Linked DNA regions of Mus musculus: region 2 is linked to region 1. Evidence: chromatin contacts called from public HiChIP or PLAC-seq data. All regions are on one chromosome and are shown on one strand. The core of a region is the stretch at or near the end of the contact, and the rest is flanking DNA. Distances in the headings are between cores, read along the strand shown.

Region 1 (6,237 bases), core at 2,813-5,312:
CCTCCTGGATTATCTGTAGTTTGTGTAGCTGTGATGTTGTGGTGATCCTCAAGGCAAGGCAGGGTATTGGCCTTCTGCTATACTCATAGTGAGACTCTCTCTGCTCATTGGGAATCTCTGCCATGGGCTTGGCAGAAGCAAACCTAGAGCAGGGCTTGCTGATGGTGCCCATGCTAAGGGATGGTTTGGTGTAGAATCCATTTAAAACTTTCTTGGTGTGCCCCTCCCCCTACCAGCCGCAAATAGAAACTGAACAAGGGCAGAACTTCAAAGCAAGCTTGACTTTCTCATCCTTTTGAAGAGAATTTTGGTGCCAAGTCCTTTCTTTTGGCAATTCTGGGGCCATGTCTGGACTGATATTAAAAGGGAGAGGATAACAAGAAAACCCACAAAATCAACAAACCTGGGTTTACTGGGGCTTACAGCCACTGAATAGAGAACCAGGAGCTGGTATGGAACTGACCTAGGTCCTATGCATATATGTTGTACAGCTTGTGTAGCTTGGTTTTCTTGTGGGATTCCTAATAGTGGGAGTAAGGGCTATCTCTGAATCTGCCTGCTTTTGGGACACCCTCTCCTACTGGGTTGCCTCATCTGGCCTTAATACAAGGGGTATTACTTACTACAACTTGATATGTATGCTGTATTGTTGATATCCATAGGGGAGGCCTGTCCTTTTCTGAAGAGAAACAGAGGAGTCATGGTTGGGAGGAAGGGGTAGAAGGGAGGTGGGGGAAGGAGCTGGGAGCAGAGGAGGGAGGGGAAACTACAGTAGCGATGTAAGGAGGGGAGTATATATGGCAATAATTGATCCTTCACGATTAAAGGCAACACTTTACAAGAGCACAGGGGATCTGCTGTAATTCACAACTTTTATATTTTAAAATATACTTTACCAAGTTTTCCAGTTGAAGAGGAGCCATTTTTCTGTCCACTAGCTTCTTTTCAGTGGATTAGGAATGGAGAAACAATCCTTTGTATAAGTGTTTGGGCCAGCATAGAGCCCATTCTCAGGCTACATAAGTAGCTCCTGGTACTTTTATACGTTTACTTACAAATCACAGATCAAGTTCTTAGAGCAGACATCCTAATTCCCAGCAGCCTAAGACAGACACATTGTAGAATGGTTGGAGTCTTGTTTAGTGAGACTAGAAGTGCCTTCTTTTAGAGATAATGGTCAGCATCCTAGCCCCACCTCCAAAAGCTAATGCAGCCCCAAACATAAAACACAAAAGCACAGGAGCCACGTTCTGGTTAAATCACAACATTCCCCAACACAAACTCTCCTTCTGGAGTAGCTATGGAGATGCCAGCTTCCACAGTCCAATTCGTTATTTAAGAGGGCGGTGTGACCAGCTCCATAGCATTCCCCACTAAGTATAACTTGCCAGTTCAGACCATCTTCTGTGGTAGAGGAGAGAAGAAAAGGACAAGTGTGAGGGCAATGGGGAGCAGAGCACAGCTGAGAAGGGAAGTCCCTTGGTGACGGGGTTCTGATCTTTCCCCTTGAGGATGAATAGATGGCACCAATCAGAAACATCCATGAGAAACAGAGAAGAGCTATTTCTACTGCTTCAGATCTCTGACTAGACACTCTCCATGCTGTCCTTTCCCAAACCCCCCTTCTATAGTTCTTTATGAAGGACCAGAAGGCTTCAACTTTGGCTGTGCATCCACATTAGGCTTTAGCAGCTCAGCATTTATTTCAGATCTCACTGTCAATGCTGCCTCTAACTGAGCAACACCCATGTTTCTATCCTGGCCCTGCCTCAGTTCCCCAAGCAACCTTTTCCCTCATCCCTGAGATGTTCCAGCTGTTACTGAATTTATCTATGTGCTCACAAAGTGCACAGCTACAGAATGAGGAGCATCTATGTGTGCTCCTGACAGTGACATCAAGAAACAATTTTGTAACTTAATGTTCCTAAAGTCAAATGAAAGAGGCTGTAACCTTCTACACCAAGGGCCTTCTGAATGCTGTGTGTTGACAACTACATTTTGCTCAGGAGAAATGAAAGCACCAAGAGAAGGGGCCTCAAGGATAGCAAAGTGGGCCCCAGTGATCAGATTATAACATTGTCAACATCCTATCTTGGGAGGGACTCCCTCCTCTTCAGTTACCAACCCAGGGAAGAGACCAAGCAGGTTCTTAGAAGAAGTGCTAAGTAGCAACAGTCATATGCAAAGACAGGAGGAGGAAGGAAGGAAGTGGGTAAGGTGAAAAGGAAAGGGGAAGGCAATTGACCTTTGTCAATTAAGACATTTCCCACCCAGGCTGTGCCTAAAGGTGGAAAGGGTGGGGTGAGAGGAGTTTGAGCAGGCTGCGCGGGCTGCTTGCGGGGCTGTGGAAACAAAGGTGACTTACTGTGAAAGGCAAGGAGCATATGGCGAAGGTGATGGTCATAATGGCCAGGAGAATGAGGTGGTCCGTCTCCTCTGCCATCGAAGTCCTCTCTCCTCTCCTGCGAGATCCAGGGCCTCTTAGGCTACTGCCAGACAATCCGCAGCGGCTTCTTCTGCTCCGACGGTGCATGCGAATGAGGTTGAGGATAACGCTGATGTTGCAGGCGAGCACAGCCACGATAAGCAGCAGGAGCATCGTGGCGTACAGCTGAAGGTATGCAGTCCTCCCGTGCCGGATAAAGCACCATGTCCCAGGACAGTACTGGACGTACTCCCCGTAGTTGAGCAGCGGCAGGGAACAGAAGAGCAAGGAGGCCCCATAGATGACAGGCAGCACCGCCAGACCCCCGCGGCGCGATAAGTGGCGCCTGTAGAAGTAAGGGTACCCGATGGAGAGGTAGCGTTCCAGGGCCATAGCGAAGAGCATGAGCATCGTGGCCAGACTAAAGAAGGTCATAGTGAAAGCGAAATAGGTACACGCGTGACTTTCGGGAGCCAGGGCCACCAGGGTCTGGTTTCTTGAATATGAAGCCAGCACCACCGGGCTGATGAGGCAGGTTCCCAGCAGGTCAGTGAGCACCAATTCCGTTACCAGCACGTGAAACAAGGAGATAGAGGTCCTGCTGCCGGCGCTACACCCGGTGTCCCCACGCCAGCGGCGCGCCAACAGTGCCAGTGCGATGAGATTCCCCAGAACCCCGGCCGAGAACATCACCGAGCTGATGGCTGGGCTTTCCCCCGAAAGGAGCCACTGACGACTCTTGCAGTCCTCCATTAGCTTGGAGTCATTAAGAAAATTGTCCATGGTGGAGGGTGTGGAGGAGAGATGATATCTCTTCCAGGCAAGTACCAGACAGTCGGAGGGTCTGATGGCCCCAGGGCTCCAAGACAGAGCAGGGAAAAGGGGAGGGACCGAAATCCAGAGCTCCCTTCCGGCCCCCAACTCGCACCAAGGACAGACTTGTTTGGGTCTCCTGCCTGTACGTACAGTGGCCTCTTCACTACAATATCCGGTCGCTCTCGGTGCTTCTGTGCCTCACCTGCCCTAGCAGGGGGTGCTTGCCAGAGCAGCTGCTCCCTCCAGCGCCTTCAGGGGGCAAGTCCAGTAGTGGAATCCAGGAAAGCAATTTAGATTGCTTGCGAGCTGCTGCCGTGGGGCCAGGCAGGGCAGACACACACTGACAGGGCTCTAGAAGGGACCTGGGGGCGTTCCCAGCGCTCACCCTGAGCTGGCCCATAAGGTCTTCCTTCCTATGGGTTGGAAGTTGCAGTGCCTCTGACTTCAGCTCTGAAGCCTTTAGCCCTAGCAGAAGGCTGGGAACCAGCACAGTTTAATAAGACTGGGGTAACAGGAACTCACCAAACTGAGGTTAAGAGAGTCCAGCCCTGTGAGGTGTGGAGGAGGCACAAAAACATCAAGACAACTTGAAGTAAGAATATGAGAGAGGTTGTTGTTTTCCTTTAAAACAAAACAAAACACAAAACATCCAGAAAGATACCCAACAAAGGTGGGACAAAAACTGGAAGGAACTGAAAAGCAAACCTATCCATCCAAGAAATGGAACCGTGCACACCACAGAGTGGCCTTTGCCTTCCTATAACAACGACTTGCTTAAGCAATCCTAACAAAACAAAACAGGAACTGTTCTTGTAATCCTCTAGAGTCATGTTTGTGGCCCCAGATGGAAAACAAATGGCACTTAAGTGTTCTCTATTGAGGCTCAATCTTGAAGAATCTGTTAATACATTGTTCACATTCGTCTCTCCACAGTCAGTTAACCATTCGAAGGATTTATTCCCGGAGTGTTTTGGTAATTGGCCAGTTTCACAATGAAGCTGGCATAAATAGTTATTTATCATTTGTTGCCATAGTTACAGAGTAGTTAAAAATGCAGCAGTGTTTCTGGTTTTCTCAGTCCAGCCTGACAGACAACGTAGGCAAGGGTATACTACTAGAAAAAGTGTATTTCATGCAGAGAAAGAGAGTGTGCTGAGAAAGAAAGGTTTGCCCAGGAGTAAAAAGAAAGAGCAATGGAAAGATTATTTATGGAGTACACCTTGCTTCTCATGACTTAGCTCACCATGCTTCTGGCCTGGGGACTGGAGGGGTTTTCTAGCAAAATACGGGAAGCAGAATCCATTTGGGAGGCCTACAGGCTCATTTCCCACAGCTGAAGCTATCCACTCCATTGCTAAGTTTGTAGGGCATGGATGCAGTGGGTGTCAAACTCCTCTAGTTTCCTTTCAGGCTGTAAACTGCAGGCCAGTAGCGTCCTCCACACAGCCACCCAAAGTGGACTCTCCCATGTCCATCTTGTGCCATCTCCTCCCACATGGTTGGGGAATGAGCAGAACAGGCAAGACTCTGATGCTGTTTCCACTGTGTTTACTTTCCAAAGGCTTTTATACCCTTTCTGTTTCCATGGTCACCTTATAACAAAAGCCCCTTGTGGCTCTATTTCTATATAATTGTCTCTACCTTTTCACTACATGAGTGACATGACTCTGCTGACTTTAATGGATACCAGAGAAAATTCGAGATCTCATCCCTATACCCTCTGCCTTTTTCTGCTAGTCTCTACCCCAACTTAGTAGCACACTGTGAGAAGATTCTCACAGAGGTGTGTGGACAATCTAGTTTCTGATTACTAAGCTCTGTCCATACCCCTTCCTCAACAACCCCTCAGACCCTAGGGTATGCACTCCCTGCATGTGAGACAGTCTTGGGGATCCTGGGGGAAGAAGCCACTATGAAGCCCCAGACATGGGTTTAAGCAAGGAATTCCCTGGTGCAGGGAAGTTTGTCTACAGGACAGGTGGCTTTGGGGCTCCGTGAGTGATCCCTACTTAAAGGTGAATATGTCACAAGAAAAAGACCAGAGCTAGTTGTATAATTCTTAGGAGTTCATATCTTAGTAATTACTTTTCTGGGCTTCGTGATTTCATTTGCAACATATTCAAATTAGCATTTTTGTTTGTTTGTGTGTTTGTTTCCAGTAGTTGCACAGAGAGAGCTAGCAGTCCTACTGTGTTCCATGTTTCAGCAGTCTCACTGGATGCTTAGTTTGCCATCTCTACCTACTCAGACCATCAGGTCGGTTCAGTAAATTGAATTATCTTCTGTAGTTTGAAAGTGGCTTCTTCCCATTTCTAATTGTAGTGTCAGCATCCCAGTACAAGTTCAGTTTATCCAGAGTCTAGGATTTCTTAATAGAAAAATATATTAACACCCTCAGTTTTAGAATTGGGACATACAGCTTTGCTAATTTTCAGTTCCTGTTCATGAAGCCATTGTGTTTGGGGAACACCATGTGATTAGTAATTGTGTGTCAACTTGGTCAGGCATGGGATGCCCAGGAGCTGACTAAACAGTATGTCTGACTATATCTGGGAGGTGTTCTAAAGAACTTAGCATCCACATTGCTGGACTGACTAAGGCACATAACAGCTCCATTGTGGGTGGGCCCCATCTGGTCTGTTGCTGAGTGAATAGCACTAGGAATATAGGTGAAGGTTGATACCCAGCTTCATTTGGGGCATTGATCCGCCATTGACATTCCTGATTCTCAGGCTTTCAGGCTGACTAGAATCTCAACTTTTAGCTCTTCAGTCTTGAGACTTCTTCCAAACATAACACTGGCTTTACAAGTAGACACACATAGAGAGCCACATGTAAATCAAGGGCTGGAATACAGACTGAGAAAGCTGTTGCTAGGCAGTTTTGTTATTTGAGTGTGACGTACACTATTGACAAAAACATTGTGTATCATATGACTTTGTATACAGAACACACATAAAGAGAAAGACATATACAATTGGTCCTATTTCTTTGAG
Region 2 (6,871 bases), core at 2,723-5,222, 110 kb before region 1:
TCTAGCTCCTCCATTGGGGACCCCGTACTTAGTCCCCGTGTTCACTCACTGATAAGTGTCTATTAGCCCAGAAACTCAGAATACCCAAGGTACAATTTGCAAAACACATGAAACTCAAGAAGAAAGATGACCAAAGTGTGGATATTTTGATCTTTCTTAGAAGGGGGAACAAAATACCCATGGAAGGAGTTACAGACAGTTTTCTGTTTTATAAACATGATCTCAACAATTCACAGGGGCCCTTTTCATATAAGGGGCATATGCCACGATTTGCCTTTGCCTTTCTGAAAATATGTGCTAAGTAATATATTGTTGCTTTTCCTAACATCCAATTTCAATTTTCAATTTTAGTCAAGACAAACACTGAGAATGTTTTCCTCCTTCTCTCTTTTCCTTCCTTCCTTCCTTCCTTCCTTCCTTCCTTCCTTTCTTTCTTTCTTTCTTTCTTTCTTTCTTTCTTTCTTTCTTTCTTTCTTTCTTTCTGCTTCTGTCTCTCTGTCTCTGTGTAGAACTAACATTTGAACGTAGGGCCTTGTGTACCCTAGGCAAGTGCTTTACCACTGAGCTATATCTCCAGCCAGAGAACAGGTATTTTGGGATAACATTTGAAATGTAAATAAAGAAAATATCTAATGAAAATTTCAAAAATATATATTTCAGTGTGACCAGCAGCTGCTTCAAGTTCCCATTGCCATGAATGACCTCCCCATGATAAGAGACTGTATCCTCCAACTAAGAACCAAAACAAACTCTTCTGTCCTTAAAAACTTACACATACATGCTCTCTCACATATGAGCGTCCATGCATGTTTGCAATGCAAACACACACAAACATGCACATAACTCACTCACACTCTGTTGCTAACACACAGACACACACACACACACACACACACACACACACACACACACACATGTGCGCGTGCGCGCCACGCGCGCACTCCATGCACATGCATACACATACATCTTATGCATTCACACTATCATTGAGCTTGATGTAGCTGGGGTGACTTTGACCTTGACCTTTTCAGCCTCCTCCCTCTACCCCTCAAGTTCTGGTGTAGAACTTGAGGAAGAACAAAAGGCAGGAACCGCCATGCCCAGTCTATGGGTCCTGGAGATCTAACTTAAGGCTTTGAGTATACTTGGAGAGCATTTTTCTAACAGTCCTCTGTCTACAACACAAACTTCACAGCAGAGCTCACGCTCAAGCACAGTCATTTTTTTGCTTGTTCTTTTTTTCTCAGACAGACTTACTAACAAACATGGATTGTCAAAAGGAGTTGAGTTCAGTATTGGTGGGAAAGAATTTTAGAGTTATTTCTAGTAATTCCCTTGCTCCCTTAATGGACAAACATGAGATTTTTTTTTTAAATGTGTAACAGATTTTATTTTGTTAACACTTGCTCTAATCCTAACTTTGTAAGATAGAAGCTTTCTACCCACACTGGTAACATAGGACACCCAAGAGTGCCAAAGAGGCTCCCTTCAGTGCCAATGGTCTGTTCTCCCATGAACAGTCTACAGATTTTGTCAACTACAGACAATGATTTGTATGTTTCATGCACGCGCATTCGCGTGTGCTCGTGTATGTGTGTGTTTGTGTGTTGCAGTTGCCTGCATGTGTGTGTGTGTGTGTGTGTGTGTGTGCATGCATGTGTGAATGCTATAGACTGAACCCTGAGTGTTGTATGTTTTAATCCTCTACTACTGATTTATACTCCAGCTTCCAACAGTATTTAAATTTTTCTAACCTTTTTTTGTTTTGAATGTATGGATGTTTTGTTTGCATGTCTCTTTTCCACACGCATGCAGGACCTGTAGAGGCCAGAAGAGGATGCTGGACCTCGAGTTTAATGATTTGTCTAGACTGTCTGGCCAGCAAGTGCCAGGTGCCTTCTACTAGGATTGCAAGCATCCTGGGATCACCACCACACCAGTCTGTTATGTATTTGCTGGGAATCTGAACTCAGGCCCTCATTTTTGTTTGGTATTCAAGTCTTCCAACTAAGTTATTTCCCCAAACCAGAAAGCCCATTCTTTCTAGTTATTAAGATGCTCAATTTTGAAAAATTGAAAACAAAATTTTTCATTCAATATTATCTGATTAGTTTCTCCTTCCTCCCAGATCATCCCTCTCTCCCCAAACATACAACTCTGCATTTGCCTATTTTTTTAAGAAAAACAAAACAACAACAAGAAACAACCCACAAGTTAAAAAAAGAAAAAGCCCAAGAAACACACACACACACACACACACACACACACACACACACCACATAACCACACACATACCAGAAAAACACAATGTCTGAAATAAAATAAAAGCAAAAGTAAGTAAGGTTTAAAAGAAAAATGCCCAAACAAAGCAATATGAGACAATATATCTCAAAACAAAACAAAACAACCCACCGAGTTAATTTTGTGTTAGCCATCTACTGCTGGGCATGGAGCCTGACCTTAAGAGTGATTTGTACACCCAGTGAGACTCCTTTGGAGAAGACTAAATTTTCCTTTGTAAGCAATTGTCAGTTGGAGATGGCTTCTGGGTTAGGGATGGGAGCTCTGGTGAACTTGCCCCTCTCAGCATTGGGACACCACCTGACTTGGACCTGTGCAGGCTGTGTGCATGCTGCCACCGTCTCTGAGTTCACACAAGCATCAGTCCTGCTGTATGTGAAAGACTTTCTTTGGTATCAACCATCCCCACTGGCTCTTACCCTCATTCTCCTTTCTCTTCTGATTGGCTCCCTGAGCCCTGAGGGGAGAGATTTGATGGTGACATCACGTTTATGACTGAGTATTCTACTGTCTCTCAGTCCCTGCATGTAATCCAGATGTGGTCTCTGTATTTGCTCCCATATACTGCAGGAAGAAGCTCTTCTGATAATGGCTGAGGTTCTCAAACAGTTCCCAAATAACTGTACAATTGGTAGCACCATCCGCTAGTTTAGATGTCACTGTTGGAGCAGTAGTTATTCTTTGTCAATGCCTCTGCTCATCTACAGTAGTAAATGCTCTCTTCTTTGTTCAGTGGTTGTTCACTTGTGTTGCTTTTGTGCCTTGTACTAGTCCTATACTAAAGAGACCCAAAGGAACAGAGAGATGGAATTAGACAAAATATGAGTTAAAAAGAGTTTTTGAACTGACACCATTGCATACACTAGCAGGATTTTGCTGAAAGGACCCTGATGTAGCTGTCTCTTGTGAGACTATGTTGGGGCCTAGCAAACACAGAGGTGGATGCTCACAGTCAGCTATTGGATGGATCACAGGGCTCCCAATGGAGGAGCTAGAGAAAGTACCCAAGGAGCTAAAGGGATCTGCAACCCTATAGACTTATAGGTGGAACAACAATATGAACTAACCAGTACCTCGGAGCTCGTGCCTCGAGCTGCATATGTATCAAAAGATGGCCTAGTCGGCCATCACTGGAAAGAGAGGCCCATTGGTCATGCAAACTTTGTATGCCCCAGTGCAGGGGAACACCAGGGCCAGAGAGTGGGAGTGGGTGGGTAGGGGAGTGGGGGGGAGGGTGTGGGGGACTTTTGGGATAGCATTGGAGGTGTAAATGAGGAAAATACCTAATAAAATATTTTAAAAAAGAGTTTTTGAAAGTTTATGGATCTGTTTGTGGTTATCTCTCTCAATCTCTCTTTCCTTCTCTCTTCCCCTTTCTCCCCCTCTCCCCATTTCCATCCCCTCTGTGTGTGTGTGTGTGTGTGTGTGTGTGTGTGTGTGTGTGTGTGTATGCGTGTGCATACATGCATGCAAGCACATATAGTGTGATGAATTTTCATTTTGAATCAGTCGTCTGTGGAAAACGTAAAAGTTCCCATTTGAAAGTGCTGTGAGGTTCAGCATGATGATAGTCATTTCAGTCTTTGACTCATGGTTTCCAGTCTCTAACTGAAAGGGAAGAGATAGTAGACGTCTCACCTGTCAAAATGCATGTAAATAAAACCTCACTGGAGTTATGATACTGATGTTTGTGGTGTGTGCTGCCACCAGAGACCTCATGTTGAGGTCTGGGTGTGGAAGTCCATGATCCTTGTTGCCGCTGGCTGCTTCTTTTTCAGTTGTATCGATTCGATGATTGCAGACTCATAATGGAGAACGAGAGACACTGAAGGCTTATGTGAAAACCACCCACTCCCATCACCAAAAGAAACAGTCCATACAGGAAGCTATTGAAGAGTTGTGAAAAACTGTGATAAAGATGCAGAAGTGTAGCTCTTCACAGTTGATGGCTTCTGGCGGGACCAAGGGAAGGACTCAGTTTTCTTTAAGGAGCTGGCCACTGGGAATCTGACCACACTCCAGTGAGTATACAGGCAACGCAATTTTGACTTAGTGGTTTTTACTTTTTTGTGGGGAAGGTGCAAGGATGAGAGAGGGCAGACACAGGAGGAATCGGAAGTGGGTGTGCTTTGGGTGCAGTGTATGAAATTCTCAAATAATTAATAAAACATTATTTGGGGGGGGAATAATTAGAAATAAGGACTCTATCTATCTATCTATCTATCTATCTATCTATCTATCTTTCTTTCTTTCTTTCTTTCTATCTTTCTTTCTATCTTTCTTTCTTTCTTTCTTTCTTTCTTTCTTTCTTTCTTTCTATCTATCCATCCACCCATCTATTTGCTTATTTTTGCATTTGAGAAATTTGAAATTTATGATTTCTTTCCTAAACCAAAATTTGCTTTTTAGGCAATTTTGGTTTTGTCTAATTATAAAACCTGTTAGTATAGCAAGTAACATATTTAGATTTTAGATCTCAGATATCACTGGGTCTCTTGATCATCTCAGCTAACATGCTACTACAGACACATGTGGGAAACAAGGAAAGGACGCATTTTGGGTCTTGTGGGAACATACTAAGAGAAGAACTAGAAGTCAAGTAAAGACGGATGCCTGGGAATCCTAGTGTGATTTACCAGCCAGAAGCTTCCTATTCCTCAAGATGCCAAAAGTGGGGAGCCATGCTGCCAGCTCAATAGTGTGGCTTCAGGTGACCTGTGGCAGAACTCTGCCTGTATTCTTTTGCTGTAGGTGTGGTCCCTGGAAACCTCCACTAGCAACAGTAAGCATTTCTGTATTCCCATTGTGACTGATGTACCAAGAACATCACTACTATAATAGTTACAAGATGGAATTACAGCTTTATTGTTTTGTGAGCTATTTTGCTAGATGGTAAAGTCACTTTCCGTATCTTGATCATCTCTGTACTCATATCCTCTGAATCTTGGTCCTGAGTTCATGCATGGGTGCTTGTGCTTGTGTGTGTGTGCATGTGTATGTGTGTACAGTTTGCATCCTACTAGCTCCTTAATTTTATTTTTTAAAATAAGTATTTTTCCAAGGAACTAAAGGGATCTGCAACCCTATAGGTGGAACAACATTATGAACTAACCAGTACCCCGGAGCTCTTGACTCTAGCTGCATATGTATCAAAAGATGGCCTAGTCGGCCATCACTGGAAAGAGAGGCCCATTGGACTTGCAAACTTTATATGCCCCAGTACAGGGGAACGCCAGGGCCAAAAAGTAGGAGTAGGTGGGTAGGGGGGTGGGAGGGAGGGTATGGGGGACTTTTGGGATAGCATTGGAAATGTAAATGAGGAAAATACCTAATAAAAAAAGGAATAAAAATAAAATAAGTATTTTTGAACCGGATATGGGAAAACAATCTCTTAATCCTAGCACTTGGGCATCAGAGACAGAGGGATGTCTATGAATTCAAGTCTAACCTAGTCTACATAGTGAACTCCAGACAAGCTAAGGCTATAGAATGAGAGTTTGTCTCAATATTCTTTTAAAAACTGATTCATCTTAGTACTCAAAAGAAAATTTCCTGAAAGGGAGAGTCAGTACCATCATAGGAATCCTCAAATGTCACAGGCAATTAGCAAGGCTACGGGTTTCTCTCCACAACCTGATGGTTAGGCCCTGTTGCTGAAAACAATACTTACCCATGTCACCAAACATGGAGAAGCTGAGCTGGTGTCCAACTAGAAGCTTCATCCTTACTGACTAGCATTGACAGTGCTAGCAGGTACCCTGCACACCACCCTAGGAGGAAGGTAATCATCGACATCACCCAGGGACAAACCCCGAGACCTACAACAGTGACCTGCTTGTAAGATGTACAGGTGCAATAGTGGCATGAATGTTATGGACATAACAAAAGGTAGAAGCTTTGCAATTTTATGAGGTCCCATTTGTTGATTCTCGATCTTACAGCACAAGCCATTGCTGTTCTGTTCAGGAATTTTTCCCCTGTGCCCATATCTTCCAGGCTTTTCCCTACTTTCTCCTATAAGTTTCAGTGTCTCTGGTTTTATGTGGAGTTCCTTGATCCACTTAGACTTGAACTTTGTACAAGGAGATAGGAATGGATCAATTCACATTATTCTACATGATAACCACCAGTTGTTAACTACATGATAACCACCAAGGTATTTTATATTATTTGTGACTATTGTGAAGGGTGTTGTTTCCCTAATTTCTTTCTCAGTCTGTTTATCCTTTTGTAGAGAAAGGCCACTGATTTGTTTGAGCTAATTTTATATCCAGCTACTTCACTGAAGCTGTTTATCAGGTTTAGAAGTTCTCTGGTGGAATTTTTAGGGTCACTTATATGTACTATCATATCATCTGCAAATAGTGATATTTTGACTTCTTCTTTTCCAATTTGTATCCCCCTTGATCTCCTTTTGTTGTCTAATTGCTCTGGCTAAGACTTTAAGGACTATATTGAATAGGTAGGGAGAAAGTGGGCAGCCTTGTCTAGTCCCTGATTTCAGTGGGATTTCTCCAAGTGTCTCTCCATTTAGTTTGATGTTGGCTACTGGTTTGCTGTATATTGCTTT

What was found. HiChIP or PLAC-seq counts read pairs in DNA pulled down with a chosen protein or histone mark.
Region 2: a contact with region 1 is called in a BATF HiChIP or PLAC-seq map of CD8 T cells, with 49 read pairs. The contact joins the enhancer-like site here to the promoter of Ptger2 in region 1. A contact is called at or near these places in 9 of 39 promoter capture datasets (the C10 cell line, the HPC-7 cell line, embryonic stem cells and 4 more), 3 of 15 datasets of contacts at CTCF or cohesin (CD8 T cells, large pre-B cells and pro-B cells), 7 of 484 Hi-C or Micro-C datasets (CD4 T cells, Th1 cells, bone marrow-derived macrophages and 3 more), 7 of 115 datasets of contacts at active chromatin or transcription factors (CD8 T cells, the HPC-7 cell line, bone marrow-derived macrophages and 2 more) and 5 of 9 other capture datasets (adipose tissue, bone marrow-derived macrophages, liver and 2 more).

The regions. Positions count from the first base shown.
Region 1 is chr14:44,985,936-44,992,172 of GRCm38.p6, reverse strand. Ptger2 (prostaglandin E receptor 2 (subtype EP2)) reads right to left here and starts at 4,062. Exons shown (of 2, transcript NM_008964.4): 1 at 2,366-4,062. The coding sequence starts at 3,208.
Region 2 is chr14:45,099,467-45,106,337 of GRCm38.p6, reverse strand. No RefSeq gene overlaps it. Among named protein-coding and RNA genes, the nearest start is that of Gm34362, 74 kb to the left of the region's middle. Within about 2 kb of position 3,972, at least 12 of the 459 cell types and tissues checked have an H3K27ac peak or open chromatin away from gene starts, as enhancers often do. A contact at or near this core is called in CD8 T cells, Th1 cells and regulatory T cells, where this site is marked.